3 separate regions of the Mus musculus genome follow, and all the other regions are linked to region 1. A link is a contact called in public ChIA-PET and HiChIP or PLAC-seq data. All regions are on one chromosome and are shown on one strand. The core of a region is the stretch at or near the end of the contact, and the rest is flanking DNA. Distances in the headings are between cores, read along the strand shown.

Region 1 (4,956 bases), core at 855-3,354:
TCTTAACCACTAAGCCATCTCTCCAGTTCCTAAAATAATCTAAAGATGGAGAGAAGAGGCTGGAATTATTAGGTTTTAGAATTATATTAATATTAATTAGAATTATTATTATTGGAATTATTAGGTCTTAGGTTTTATTTCCATTTTCAGTTGCATCTCTGCACCTGTCAGGAATGTCATTACCTTTCAGGCTAGAAGATGACAGAAAAGAGAACAAGAAGAAAAAAGAAGAGAAATACTGTAGTAACCTGTGACCTAAGCATCAACACAGAGTGAACAGGGGACCAAATGAGGCTTTTGTCTCATCTCTGTGTCATGCTCAGATAAACACAGTTCATTCCTGACCCTGAGAAGACTCCCCCCACCCCACCCCCGCCCCCAAATACTGCTGACTGAGATGTTGCTGGTTTGGGGAAGGAGTTGCTTGACAGCCTTAAACTTGCCCATCCCAGAGGGTCAAACCACCAATGGCCACACCGCCTGCTACTCTTTTTTCTCTTTTGCAGAAGAGAACAGGCCTACAAGAGCTGGCAATCTGTCAGTTCCCCAGCCCCCACACCTGCTTACAGAGCTATTCAGAGGAATGCAGACAGAGGGGGCCTGAAATAGAAGTATCTAAAGCAGCTCAAATGGAAAGTATTTGTTTAATAAATTCTGGCATTACTTCATGAACAATTGCCTGGGCTTGTTCTATTGTTTAGAGGCACATATCAACCCATAAAATGTTGACATATATCCAGTCCAGTTGCCCAACCCGCCTTTGTATCCAAGGGTCTCCACTGGTAACAACAGAAAACAAGCTTCCTTCATTTAGCTCACCAAAGCCAGGTAGTAAAGGGCATGAAAAAATATATAGTCTATGGAGATTTTGTATAATTCATGTATTCTCTTCTCACACTGGTGGTCAAGATTTTACTGAATTCTACAGTAGTCCTCAGGTTTAAAAAGTTCAATAAAGATATTGAAGTGTTTTATATTATTTTCTATCATAAAGTTCCATCCTCCCAAATTTAAAAAAAAAAAAAAGAAGGTGGGGCGAGTTATATAAAAGACGACAGAATGCCCAGTGACACAGACTTAGAAACCATTTCCTATGTTGAAGAACTCAAGCTGTCATGCTGGGCAGCGTCAATTCAGGCAACTTACTCCAGCTCTCTGTGACAGCTTCATCCCAGTAGAACAATGGCTCTAACCTTACAGAATTCTTATAGGGGTAACAAAGTCAAGTCCATGCAGCCTCAGTGAGCACTGCTTGCTGGTGTTACTGCTACGACTCAAGAAGCCTGGCTTTTTCTAGCCATTTCCACACATAGAATCACAATCAGTGTTTGTCATGACCATATTTTTATAGTAGAATAAAGGGAGAGTTCGCCTAATTCCAAGCCCATAACCAAAGCAAAACATTAGATAAATGGTTTAGCTGAGAAGCCAAACACTGCTCTGAAATAAGTGGGTCAGAGCGTGGACACACAGAAGGAAGCGTCAGTGGCCCTCGGGAGCATGTAGCTCAGTGTGCTCTGGTGCAGAGAGCATATATTATTTATTAACAAGAAACCCATCAATAAGTAAGAGGGTCAATACCATATACTCAGGTTAGGAATCTGAGCACTCTCATCCTGTTTGCTTTTCTATACTTCAATGATTTCCTGCAAAGACCATTTTAATACTGTAATAAAAATAAGGCAAGGCTGCAAGGTGTTTGTTTGGACCTAAGAGAACATAAGAGTCAGTAAAAGGCCTGCTGTTTATTCTGAGGGAACCAGAGGAAGCACGGAGGCAGGTGTCCTGCAGCCACCGTGGCCTGACCTCTTACCTTGTTTTCCATGTTCTGTTTTATAACTTCCTGCACCAGCACATCCGCCAGGGTCTTGAAATCTGCAGCAAACTTCTTGTTCTTCTCTGCACCTTTCTTCTCCTCAATGAGCAGCTGGAAGAGGGTCTCCTGCTGCCTGCACGCCCTGGCGATGTTAGCAGCCTTCTCGGAGACACAGAGCAGCTCCAGGAGGATGTCTGACATTTCTAAAGCCTGCTTCTTTCTCAGCCTCACCCACCCTCTGGCTCACAGCTGCAAGAACACAAGAATATGAAAGAGAAAGCAGTTCAGGGATGATGTCAGGGCGTCTCTCCCACTAACACATAGCTGGCAGCAACCTGTCAGGGAAGCTGACCTGCTAGTGAGTCACCGCACATTTTCAGCGTGCAAGACTGCAGTTACAATCTAAAGATTGAAACAAACGTATTTCTCAAAAGTCTTGTAAACCAATTACACTCTTAAAGAAACTGAATGTTCAGTGAAAGAAAAAGAAAAAGCCTTGAATTAGAATTTATGTTACAGGGCCATAGCAAGACAGAGTGTCACGACGTCCGAGGAAAGGCAGATTGCTACAAGGTCCTTAATCATGACACAGCTTTATCTCAATTACATTGACGTAATTCTCTTCTCTGTGAGAATGGTGAGGGATGACAATCATGCTGCCAGATCCATGTGCTAAGTGGATGAGCAGCAGGCATTGTGTCTTCCAGACTCTGAGGCCGGTCTTGGGCAAGCACTATAAAGCAGCTCACAGCCAACTCCACTCAAACATTCCAGGGACATATTCCATCTGCCACCAAGTAGCAGCCTACACACCAAAGCAAGGGGACTTACACCTTGTTGGACTTGAGAAGTTCTGTCTTCTAAGAACCATGTAGTATGCCTACATCATTATTTCTATTCTTTATTTCTTCTCTCTCTCTCTCTCTCCCTCTCTCTCTCTCTCTCTCTTTCTTTCTTTCTTTCTAGACCTGGCTGTCCTGGAACTCATTCTGTAGACCAGGGTAGCCTGGAACTCAAAAGATTCGTCTGCGTCTGCCTCCCAAATGCTAGGGCTAAAGGTGTGTGCACCACACCTGGCTCCTATCTACTGGTGCTGCCTCAAAATGCTTCTGTGGTCCTCTTCCTGTTCAAAGCCTGAGTCGTTCTGCTTCCTCTGTCGTGAGATTACCCTGCCCTGTGTGACATACAGTTTGGAAACGGAAGCTTAGAGGGTTGAGCAACTTCTAAAAAAGGTTACACAAGACTAAAACATGGGGCTCAGAACTGCCCCCACACACCCCACATCAGGTTTCTTTATTATCACAACAGTTTCCTCTATGAAAAGAAGCTTGAGGCTGGGAACCACTCAGCTGTGAAAACACTGATGTGGGGGTGTGGCAAACTGTTAGAGCCTGCTTGTCTTAAGTCTGTTCAAAAAACAATTTTTTTTTCTTCCTGAGGAAATATGTTCCTCAACAGAAATAAAGGAAAGATGACCAACACGGAGAGATGTCCCTTGTCACAACTGCAGTTGCTTTACTGCCAGTGGTCGTCTCTGGAAGGCAGTAGTAGACAGGTGCTAACTCCCTGACACTGGAAACACACAGGCTTCCAGGGAGCTGCTGTCATAACTGTACCAAATCCCACCCAGGGCCCTCTTTCCTCAGTCAGTAACCTTAAGTCTTTCCCTAATCTCTGGTAAGAAAATAAGAGTTAAAATATCTTCATACAAGGTAGATTAAAATTATTTAAAGTAGCAAAGATGTTAAATAAACATGTTTTGTTTTGCTTTTGGGGCAGGTTCGCTCTCACGTTGTCAGATCTACTAGATAATATAGAAGAATTCAAGCAAACAGGGCTCCTTAAAAGCCCTTTATTCTTTATTTCAGATTCAAACCTGTTAGAAGATTCATGTACTTTGTTCTGGACCTATACATTAAGAAAAGTGGCATTCATAGAGCCAAGCCACTTGAACTCAGAAATAATTTACTGCATCCATTATATAAATACTAGCCACAAATGATGTCATAGAACAACACAGAGATGCATGCATAGTCTCACTGTAGCACATGAGCCACAAGAGTAGAAAGGTGGTGACCATAACTTGATTTATTAGCAAACATTCTGCATTATTGTAAGAGCAAAGAGCCAATGAACCAAGGGTATATAATGTAAGTTCCTTCTCATTTGGAAGAAGCATGGTGACACAAAGGAATACACTCCGGACTTGAGCAAGTTATCACATTCAACAGCATTAAATCTAATCTTTATCCCTCCCCCCATCTTTTTTTTTTTTTAATCTGAAAAAATACTGTAAGCTTCGGGTAAGAAAATACTGGGTAAGTTTCCACCCAGCCACCCCAGGGAACCCAGAGTTCCCCCACTTTGGTCCTGACTTCTCCTAGTAATGGTCATTTCCCTGCCTGAGCGGATATTACAAGTACAGGATGTAGCAGGTATAGGAACCTGGGCCACGAGGCGAGAATGCTCAGCTGTGAGCTGCACACTGATGCTCCAGAGGTCTGGGCTCTAGACGTTCATAGTTCCACTTCTGAGTTTTCAGGTCCTGAGTCACCCTGCTGTGTCAACTGTACCCTCTTTTTCTTCTGGCCCAGGATACCACTGTCACATTTTGTCAGACTCCAAGTTCCTTGTCCAGTTTCAGTTGAGACTTTCTCCAGCCAGCATAACCAACACGGCACTTCTCCAGCTCACTTCCTTTCTCTGGGGCCCCAGGTCTCCAGAAAACAACCTACATACAGAACTTTCTGAATTTCCAGCAGTGCTCCAAGTCTGTAGTGCTCCACGTCTGTAGTGCTCCATGTCTGTAGTGCTCCAAGTCTGTAGTCCTTGCTTGGGAAAGATGAAAGCAGGTGGGTAGTTTTCGGCCAGCTGGGATAACATAGCAAGTTCTTTGTCTCCGTGTACAACTTTCTAATTAGATGGTTGACCTACTACTTGCTGGGAGGAAAGCTCATTTCTTCTCCCAAACTCACCCTTAAGGGTTTCTGTAAACTCCATTTTTATCTCTGCCCATTTATCTTAAGTTCATTCAAGCAAGTAAGAAAATAGCCTTGGGCATTTAACCCATACCTGGAATTCTTGCGACGAGTTGTATATGAAAAGAATTGGGGGCAACACTGGCACAAATTTCTTCAGGT
Region 2 (4,956 bases), core at 641-3,140, 96 kb before region 1:
TTTTCTCTCTCTCTCTCTCATATATATGTTTTGTCAGTTATTGTTCTACCAGTTCAACATAATACCATTTCATCTGACAATTTACAATAACCATAAATCAGTAGAAAAAAAATCTTGATTTGAACAAGATTTCACCTTGACCTGGCATCTTGCTGATCGACACACTATTGATGTTATATTGTTACCTGAACTTTTACTAGATCCAATGTATCATGCAGCTACAAGAAACTTCACTAAACAATTAAACATCAGCTGACCCCCTTCAGTGTACCAGTCACTGCAATGAGAAACTGCCATGTTCCATCTAGCTTTCATAAACCACTCTCAATAGACAGGCACTAACTTCATGCCCATGAGCAGCAGAGGACATAACAGACACAAACGCTGTCTAACTTGCCAAAAACTGTCAAGCGGCAGCTTTGGGTTGAGTTGGACAACCTAGTTCAGCTTGTGCTAGCATAAACACAATGAAACTAGTGGCCTGGTTTATGAAACAGCCTTTCATAAACCAGGCCCCTGGCTCTTACAATGATACTGGAGGATGCTTGTAGGTCAACTCCTTCTGAATCCAGATGTGGAAAACAAGCTACATAAAGTCCATAGCACATCCCTAAAACACTATATGTTCTCAGTGTGCAGGTACTTATTGAAGCCAGAAGTCACAGACAAACATTTCAACACCATCATGGACTTGCAATGCTGTCTTGTAGAAAATTGTAATTGATATTTTAGCCTACAAGGTTTCCTTAGCAATCTTATCTATGTTTGTGGTTTAAACTGTCCCAAATCTTCACGCCTGCCCAAATTTATAGTAGTTAACTGTGTGCCTGACAGCTCCCTGTAGAATATTCCAACTTCAAATTAAACCCAACATTAAATCCAGGTCATTATGTTTCCCCTTTTCTCTCTCTTTTCTGGATTTCCTATTTCAGAGCTACCTGGACACATCAGGGTCTGTAACCTCCCTCTTACTGATCCAGTCCATCAGCTTCACCTTCCCAAAGTGTGTCTGTCAATTTCTGCTGCTACTTCTGCAGTTCAGACAGTTCCTGCCTCACACAGGGACTCTTTAAGAATGTTCTCTGTAGGCTCCAACTTCAGAATTGGCTATAGGCCACACTCTGTAGTGTAGTGACCACCTCATGTAAAAAATGAGATCTTGTTTGCATTGAACCTTGCTATGATTCCCATCTGCCACCAAAGAAAGGTCACACTGCTCATGCCAGCATTGGCTTGACCTTCAATAGCCTTTGTCTTTCCCAGCCCATTTAGCACACATTCCTTGCATCCAATTAATCTGAGGTTCTCAAGGCCCAGGTAATTATTCAAGTAAATTGCACAATTACCCTGACTATTTTAAATAATACAAACCAACAATTGATCATTTAGAGCACATAGGACATAATTGCAAACTTAATTATGTCATTTAGAACATTTTATTGTGATCAAATACTTTAATAACTGTTTCCTACTTATTAGCTTTCTGGGGGCTGGGAGGTGGTGTGCATAGGTGTGTGTGGAGGGCAGAGGACAGCTCAAAGGAATTGGTTTTCTCCTAAAGTGTGTTCTGGTGACTAAAGTTGGGTCATCAGGCCTGGTGGCAGACACCTGCTGAATCATCTTGTCAGCCCAGCAGGAAATGATTTTTTAAAAGAACTGCTGCTTTTCTAAATTAAAAGGGAAACAGAGGTTGTTAAAGGTCCACCATTGTCTTGCTTTTTAATCAAGAAGTGAGTTAGCCAGGCGTGGAGGCACACACGTTTAGTCCCAGCATTCAGGAGGCAGAGGCGGCAGATAAGTCTGAAGCCAGCCTGGTCTACACATAGAGTTCCAGGCTAGCTAGGGCAACACAGTGAAACTTTGTCTAGGTGGAAAAAAACAAGGAAGTTGTTGACTTCTATTCTATTTCATCACAGTGGCCGCCACTGTCGCCAGAATTCTTCCTAGGCTCTAGGATGCTCTATGAGTCATTATCTAACCAGGGAAACAGGCACCAATCTGTCTTATTCTGAGTACTTTAAGGGAGAAAATGGAGAAGCCTGAAACTGTGGTTACTGCAAGAAGCCTTTGAATGGCCAAGTGAAATAAACAGAGAAAACGTCCACACAGTAGATGGGCCCATAAGTTAGACACGCATGCTCCAGAGATGGTGTCTGATACAGTGAGTTGAAAACACCTAGTGCTCAGAGTACAGCAGTGGAATGACCTACTACAAGAGCAGTTTCCCTGAGTACCAATTACCACAGGTATGTGTGAGAAGTCCTGAAGGCAAGGAAAGGACCACTTAGAAGGATTAAGGAATAGAGGGCCATGCTACATATTCTGGAAAGGCAGAAAAATGCCCTGGATCTTTCCAGACTTTCTGTCAGCCATGCATCTCATTAGCCTAGCATTCTTAACCTTGGCTGCAGAGTGAAACCCTCTAGGGATTTTGGAAAATACACACCAGAGTCTGATGTCACTGATCTAGATGCAGCCTGGGTATGGGTAACTATAAAAGCCCTTTTAGGAGTCTGCTGGTGGAGGACCATAACATTAACTGAACTCTGCAGAAGACAGGGTGGCAGGTCCCAGGAAGCAGAGCCTTGGGAATCAGAGCCCTTCAGAGACATCAGATCCAGAAGCAGGAGATGGCACAAAGAGATGGGGAGAAACAAGGAAAAGTATGAGAAGCAAACAAGCAAATCTGGACACATAGAGAGAGGTCATATCTCCGTCTTCCAGGCTCAGTCTTCCTCATTAAGCATAGTGTGCTGTGTATTCTTTCCAGAATCCTCAGTCAGGTGCAGCTCTGCACTTCCTACCTGTCCTGGGTCTTCCTGCAGTCTTCCCCTCTGGAAGCCTGGAGCTCCTCCTGTTGTCTGCGTCATCTTTGCCAAACTACCTGGCTACCTATAGTACATAGCTAGTATATTAAGTGCATACATAAGTATCTAATATGTAGAAAACAATGGGTAATATTTTCTTCCCTCTAATATTACATGCCAGAACTGACCTTAAATATGAGAATTTTGGGACAAAGCGATTGAGTAGATTTTCATATATCCCTTAGAGTGGAACTAAATTTAACTAGAATAACATAAGTGGTAGCCAAATACTGAGGAACAATGGCTTATAAATTTATAATGACTTACTGAGATTTATTTTCGGTCACAACCTACTCATCACTCTTCAAGTGTTCATCAAGGTAAACATGCTCTTATGCTATCTTTAGAACTCCAGTAAACCATCCTTACATAAACAGGGTTAGAAATATACTTGCAGTAAATTCCAAAGTCTTATGATTTCAAATTAAAAAAAAAAAGACTCTTTTTTAGTGCAAACATTAAGAACCATCATATTTGCCTGGCAAAGTTACCTTACAAAGAAGGACAAAATCCAAGGCCAAGTCAGAAACTATTTATTCTGTGCCTATGTATGTTAGACTGTTGGAATTTTTCCTTGAAACACTGTGTACAATTGTGGGACTGTTTAATTACTGAGTGGTTCAAAAGTAGATAGTTTTTGAAAACGATTTTTTTTCTTGTGAAATGGTCTTCATTATGAAACTATCTAAACAATCTGTGAAAACAGTGGACTAGTGAGACAGATCCGTCATCATGAAATACTCGTCTTCCGAGCATGAGAACCTGTGTTCAATCCCCAGAACCCAGGTAAACAACCAGGCACATGCTTGTATTCCAGGAGTGGGGAGACAGACAGACAGATTCCTAGGCTCTCTATCCTGCTGGGCTAATTGGCAAATCCCAGACCAGAGGCAGATCCTGTTTTAAGAAAAATAAGGAGAGCCAGGCATGGTGACTGCCTCCTTTAATCCCACTACCCTTGAGGGAAAGACAGGTAGATTTATATGAGTTTGAGACCAGCCTGGTCTACATAAAGGCTTCCAAGCTAGCCAGAGCTACACAGAGAGATCTTACCCCAAACCCCACAGCAACCCCCAAAAGTAAAGAGAAAAGTAAAGGAAAAGAAAACCAAGGTGGAAAGTACCTAATATAGTCTCCACATGTATACACACATACATGCACACCACACATACATTGCACAATTTTTTTATGAAGACATAGTTGTAACTATATTAGGATATTTTCAATTTTTGTTTTTTGTCTTTTGTTTTTTCAAGACAAGGTTTCTCTGTATAGCCCTGGCTGTCCTGGAACTCACTTTGTAGATCAGGCTGGCCTCGAACTCAGAAATCCGCATGCCTCTATCTCCGGAGTGCTGGGATTAAAGGTGTGCACCACCACTGCCTGGCTTATTTTCAAATTTTTAACGTAGTATTAACTCCAGAAACTCTCAATAGGAACCAAACAACAAGATGCACAAAAATATACCAGGAGCTTAGATTTATGAATCTTTATAAAGTCTAAAATTCTTAGAAAGATAATTCTCTAGGCTTTATCTTGTACTGATATTTTTCCAACAAAAAGTTGAGTGGTCACCTTTACACATTTCAACTCTCATAGCTCAATAACCACCTGACTAGGCTTTCAAAGTTGATACCAAGAGAAACAGCTCTTTGTCTCTGAGTGCAAGTGTGGGCTTAATCATTTTGTAACTATTAGAATTCTTAAATTAGTAACATGTTTTGTGTATCTGTGTATGATGTGTGTGACTGTATGTTTGCGACTGCAGATGCACTCATGCTAGGCATGTGTGTGAAGTCAGAGGACTGCCTCAGGTGGCCATCCTCACCGTCTGCCTTGTTTGAGACAAGGTCTGTCTGTTGATTCCATGCTGTGTGTGACAGGCTAAGTTGGCCTGTGAACTCATCCCTCCTTCTACCTCGGACAGTGCTGGAATTTCAGACATACCACCACATCCAGATTACCTGTGGAGTCTTGCATCCCTCAAGACTCTTGCATCCCTCAAGAGTCAAATTAATATTTTAATGGACAGAATTTAAAAGCAAAATGGAGGAATAACCAACCTCAAATTGATGGAATCCTCAAAGCT
Region 3 (4,956 bases), core at 1,713-4,212, 72 kb before region 1:
TGACGCTATGCCAACCTGAAGTCATCTGTAATGCCACATTTTCCTGAGATGACGTAAGCAGCAAGTAAGGTGACTCCTCCTATCAACTTTACCAAGAAATGAAAGTGTCTCCCTGCTTGCAGTTGCAAGCAAGACGAGACAGAAGGAAAGACATTCTGGCAGTCCAGCCTAGACTTAGTGGGAAACCTGGGCATCAAAGTGTCCTATAGGAAGCCCAGCAAGCCGCAGACTATGCCACAGCTACGACTGGAAAAGGGAACAGTCGGTCATCTGAGACTCCTGACTCTGCCCCACCCCTGACCCCTCTTACTTTCCAAAACAATAAACAACAACACAAATAAAACAAAACAACCTCACTGTATGTTCTGGTTAGGTGCAGTCAGTTTTCTCTTCAGTGATATTTTTTTTCCTTTCTCCTTTTCCCTTTTTAATTTATATAATAAAAGAACACACACTTTTCCAATTTTTTTAAACCTAAATCTAACTTTCTAAGGTCAAAAGAAAAATTACCCCAGTATTGGTCTAATACTCAACTCATATTTGGCACTTAGTTTTACATTTCTTGTAAGTTCAAAAATGTAAGAATAAATGGGTAAAAATATTATAAATCCTCTAATTTATATACATCATCAATATGTAGACGATTCTGCATGGAGAAATGCTAGCATGTGTAATGCACACATGTTGAAACAAAGTTAATTTTCAAAGGCAAGAAGCAAAGGAAAAGCTTCACTGTGGTGGAGAAGGGATAGGTCCCTATCTGGAGGAACCTTCTGGAAGCTTCCTGGGCTTGCTTTGGGGCCAGCGGGATAGGTCAATTCTAACTCCACCTCTTATTGAATATGTGGGTGGTCTAAGTTGCATAATTTCTCTGAGCTTCTTTTTCATGGTGCATAAAATTAGACATTGGTACAGGGATTTGGAAACTAGCTCCAGAATGGTGCCTTTAAAAACATAAGAATTCCAAAAGTGCCATATTACTATAAGATAATGCAGAAGTTTTATATATATATATACATATATATGTGTGTGTGTGTATTTTAACATATATATTATTTATATATAGACACACATGTACTATATATTATAATAGATATAAATATGTGCATATATGTATATGTGTGTATTATGTATATGTATGTATATATGTTGCATAGAATTGGTGATGACTCAATACCCAGACCACCAGACATGTACTGTTTTGTTTCTGTTTTAGTCTACCTTCTTGTTTTATATTTACCTTGATAGATAGCCTGGAAAACTGTAAAATATTTAATAGTTTTAATTCATTTTTTTAAAATTAGACCCCTTTTTCTTTCCAGATGTGTCTTGCATTGTAGTAACAATGTTTCAACCTTTTCCTAAGCAATTTTTTTTAATATTGTGAATTTTTACTCACAACCTGTGAAAAACGCCCAATCACCCTTACTCATCACCAATCAAATGAAAAAATCTTCCACATATGCTAATGACAAGTATTGGGTGTCAGAGCCAAGCTTCCCAATGCAAAGGATTTTATCCTCCTCCTTTTCTTCATAAGGGCATCAATAATGCATACACTTTTAGCTGGCTAGGGCCTGGTCTCAAGGAAGCAATGCTCTGTGCAGAACATGGACCTACCCAATGTTCTCTTTTACAGTGCTGCTGGTAGCACATAAACTGTATGCTGCCTACTTTCAACTACACCTAATATCACACACAATATCACACACAACTACACACAACATCGTGAACCTCCAGCAAGGTTAAAGGAGATTTGACTGGATTACTATCATCTTGTATCCATCTTTTTTCTCTGTGTGAGAAAACTGCAGCCTGGGATGATGTAACAACAACCAAAGGACACAAAACTACTTAGACACTGGTTGGGAGTTGAAACTTCAACTCCACAAGGTTATTTCTACGATGGATTGGCAGGTATTATATGTCCCAGTGGGTGTAGGCATGCTTATTAATTTTTTTTTTTTTTGATGAAAGGGAATGTTTGTGGTTTCGCAGGCGTGTGGGAGAATCAAAACGCACAGTGTGCCAGACTTAAGGGTGGTAATCCACGGGCAAGACCACGTGGGGAGGGGCAAAGGGAGGAGGAGGGGCTACATCTGAATCTTTCCTCTACCTGGTAGTCTCTGTGAAGCGAGGGACCCAAGCCTGAGTTGAAGCTCAGTGCTCAGCGCGCACGCACACCGTAGGACATTTCTCCTAAGGAGGTAGCAGCCCGGGAAGAGGTGTACCGCCCCCTGTATTTGTTTCCACGGGGGAGGCAGACAATGTCAGTTTCCTCCTGCTACACAGGGGGACACTGTCAAGGGCCATGAAGACAAGCTCGCCTCCCCCTCTCTCCCGGGGATGTTTACCTCCAAGGCGACGCCGGGACCGGACTCTGACAGGCTTGGGCCCGCGGGGCCCACCCGCGCCCCCCACCTTCTGCAGCAGCTGCGGGCGGGCGGCGGCCAAGGGCTCCCGGGCAGCGCCTTTGTTTTCCCGACTCCAATTACGTTTGCGGAAGTGCTGCGGGCGCGGGGGACGCCGCTGTCCTGCACCCCGAGATGACAGGCGGCACCCGGGAGGGCGGGATAGGCTCGGAGGCCCCGGGCCGGGGCGGCGCCCACCCCGCAGCAGGTGCACGGAGGAGGATCCGGGGCCCCGGGGCGGCGCCGACCCACTCACCTGGAGGCGCTCAGCTGCGCGAGGCGCGGGGAGCCCTGTCCCCGGGGTGCGGGGCGGCCGCTCGGGGCGCCGGGGCGGCGGCGGGCAGGCCAGAGCGCCGCATGTCGGTTGGGTGGCTAGCTCCTCTCCCGGGGGTGCGGCGGGCGCGACGGCTGGATGCAAGCCGGGTGGGGCGAGCGATGGCGCTGGCCCGGCGCAGTCCGGCGCAACCCCTCTGTCCGCTCCTCCTCGCCGCTTTGGTCCCAGGCCTGGCCTCGCTGCCGCCGCCTTCGCTCCCGACCGGCTGGACCCGTTTCAGGGCTGAGCTGGAGAACCGGGCGCCAGGTGCAGCGCTCCGCCTCCTGCGGCGGCGGATGCGTCCGCCGCCTCCTCTCGGCCTCCCGCCCTCTGGGGCCGCCCGGGGGACCCGGTATCCAGCCCCGGCTGCCGTGACATATTCTAAAGAGTGAAGAGGTGGGCGATGCCCCATCCCCGTTCCGCCACACCCCATTGCGCTCGGGCTGAGCGGTGTTTTACTCCCTAATCTCTGATGGGGTGTTGGAAAGAACTTGAAGCCCAAAGTAAATAACAACCTGGTCTAGGGGTGGTGACAGCCATCAGTTTTCCAGAACTTAATAGGTGCCACCCTCAAAGCTAACTCTGCTGATGAGATGCATGCTGTCTGGTTCTAGGCACAACCTTGGTAAACTGTCCTCGGGTGACCCCGCAGACAACAGCTAGGAGAAAGACAGTGCTCGCTCCAGGAGCTTCTGGAACCCAGACAGCATCTGAACATGGCACCTTAATGAAGAAGTGACCTGAGCACAGGTGTTACTCTAAGAATTAAGCTGTATCATTTGTTAAATTCAGATAGCAAGTAGATTGTATACAGGTTTGGTTTGACAAGGGTATGTGCGTGCCTGTGATGGGGAGCAGAGAATCCAGAGCCAGCAATAATGACAGCTAACATTTAGGAACATTCGTTTCTTACATGGGAAGCATTGTTTACATACCATTGAATCCTATAGATGTAAGCAATGTTAATCTATTGTTACAGCTACAAAACGAGACTGAAAGTTAACTAGGTTCAAAATTACAAACAAGTAGAAGAAAATCCAGGCTCTGCATCATAAGACATTACTAAAGAGCACTTTATAGGCCCTGACGCTTCAAATTGTGAAGCCCTTCTTTATGAAAAAGTATAAATATACAGTTGCTGGATGCTCAGCCCCCGTTTCCAGGGACAGTTTCTGCAGTCAATACGCCTTATTACAGACCACTTGAAATGTTGAGACGTGGAAGTTAAACAAAGACGGTATCTGCTAGCGTTTCAGAGGAAAATTATAAAGGTGATTTGTACAAAGGATGACATATCTGCTCTGGTGTGACCTGGAGACAGCTGGATCCCTCATTGTGTGGAAATGAAAAGCTCTTCAAGTTCCCAGTTGGGCTATCATGAAAGACAACATTCTCCTGATCTGTCCAGCCAGTACGGAAGTGAAAAAGAAAGCAAGCATTCTCCTGATCTGTCCATGCATTAAGGAAATGAGAGAGAGAGAGACAGAGAGAGAGAGAGAGAGAGAGAGAGAGAGAGAGAGAGAGAGAGAGAGAGAGAGAACAAAGTGCCTGAAGATCCTACTGTATCAAGTGTGAGAGGAGAGGTTTTGTAGGAAAAAGGACCTGGGAAGAGGGGCTAATGTTTGACCTACAGAAAGCAAACTGGCTTTGTAAGAGCAGGGATTCCCCACCCCCACCCCACAACCATAATGCTTTTAACTTATCAGTTTTTACAGTATCTCCTGGGTCTTATTTAAATTTCTTATAATTTTAAAAATAATATAAAAATCTCTTTAAAACATAAATATGCGTGAAGCAAACATGATCTGTCACTCAACACCATTGTCACATACACTTTTTTTACCCTTCTGTAGGGTCCAGTCTGTGTGATATGGGAAATTAGCCTCCAGATACATGGCCAGTTAGGCTGTCCCAGAGAACATTCCCCAGAAAGACTTGAAAAGATAGATGTTGAAATCACCTGGCAAGAAACCAGAGGGAAGGGCCAGGCTAACACTTACAGGATAGTTAAAGCAGGTGGAGTGTTTCATGAAAGACTCATAGTTGCCCAGTCTCAGCTGTACCATTCTTCCCAGCTGCCGCAAACCAGAGGTGAGGTTGCAGAAGAGGGACTGGTAACAGACAGTAGGTGGAAATCAGATATAGCATGTACGTGCTCTATGGTGCACAGAGGAGCAAGTCCCTGGTTAGTTATTGTTGAAGATCACATGTTGATGTGGTGAGTAGCTGTGG

What was found. ChIA-PET counts read pairs in DNA pulled down with a chosen protein or histone mark. HiChIP or PLAC-seq counts read pairs in DNA pulled down with a chosen protein or histone mark.
Region 2: an H3K27ac HiChIP or PLAC-seq map of the HPC-7 cell line shows a contact between it and region 1, with 6 times the contacts expected there. The contact joins two enhancer-like sites. A contact is called at or near these places in 1 of 115 datasets of contacts at active chromatin or transcription factors (the HPC-7 cell line) and 3 of 9 other capture datasets (adipose tissue, liver and pancreatic islet).
Region 3: a contact with region 1 is called in an RNA polymerase II ChIA-PET map of effector CD8 T cells, with 154 read pairs. The contact joins the promoter of Mfsd6 here to the enhancer-like site in region 1. A contact is called at or near these places in 5 of 39 promoter capture datasets (3T3-L1-derived adipocytes, the HPC-7 cell line, liver and 2 more), 2 of 484 Hi-C or Micro-C datasets (female germline stem cells and liver), 4 of 115 datasets of contacts at active chromatin or transcription factors (the HPC-7 cell line, bone marrow-derived macrophages, effector CD8 T cells and 1 more) and 3 of 9 other capture datasets (adipose tissue, liver and pancreatic islet).

Annotation. Positions count from the first base shown.
Region 1 is chr1:52,797,472-52,802,427 of GRCm38.p6, forward strand. It overlaps Inpp1 (inositol polyphosphate-1-phosphatase), which reads right to left. Exons shown (of 6, transcript NM_008384.2): 2 at 1,814-2,065. The coding sequence starts at 2,017. Among named protein-coding and RNA genes, the nearest start is that of Inpp1, 18 kb to the right of the region's middle. Within about 2 kb of position 2,105, at least 252 of the 459 cell types and tissues checked have an H3K27ac peak or open chromatin away from gene starts, as enhancers often do. A contact at or near this core is called in the HPC-7 cell line, adipose tissue, bone marrow-derived macrophages and 7 more, where this site is marked.
Region 2 is chr1:52,701,356-52,706,311 of GRCm38.p6, forward strand. All of the region lies in intron 2 of Mfsd6 (major facilitator superfamily domain containing 6), which reads right to left. Among named protein-coding and RNA genes, the nearest start is that of Mfsd6, 23 kb to the right of the region's middle. Within about 2 kb of position 1,891, at least 47 of the 459 cell types and tissues checked have an H3K27ac peak or open chromatin away from gene starts, as enhancers often do. A contact at or near this core is called in the HPC-7 cell line, where this site is marked.
Region 3 is chr1:52,724,356-52,729,311 of GRCm38.p6, forward strand. Mfsd6 (major facilitator superfamily domain containing 6) reads right to left here and starts at 2,963. Exons shown (of 6, transcript NM_178081.4): 1 at 2,668-2,963.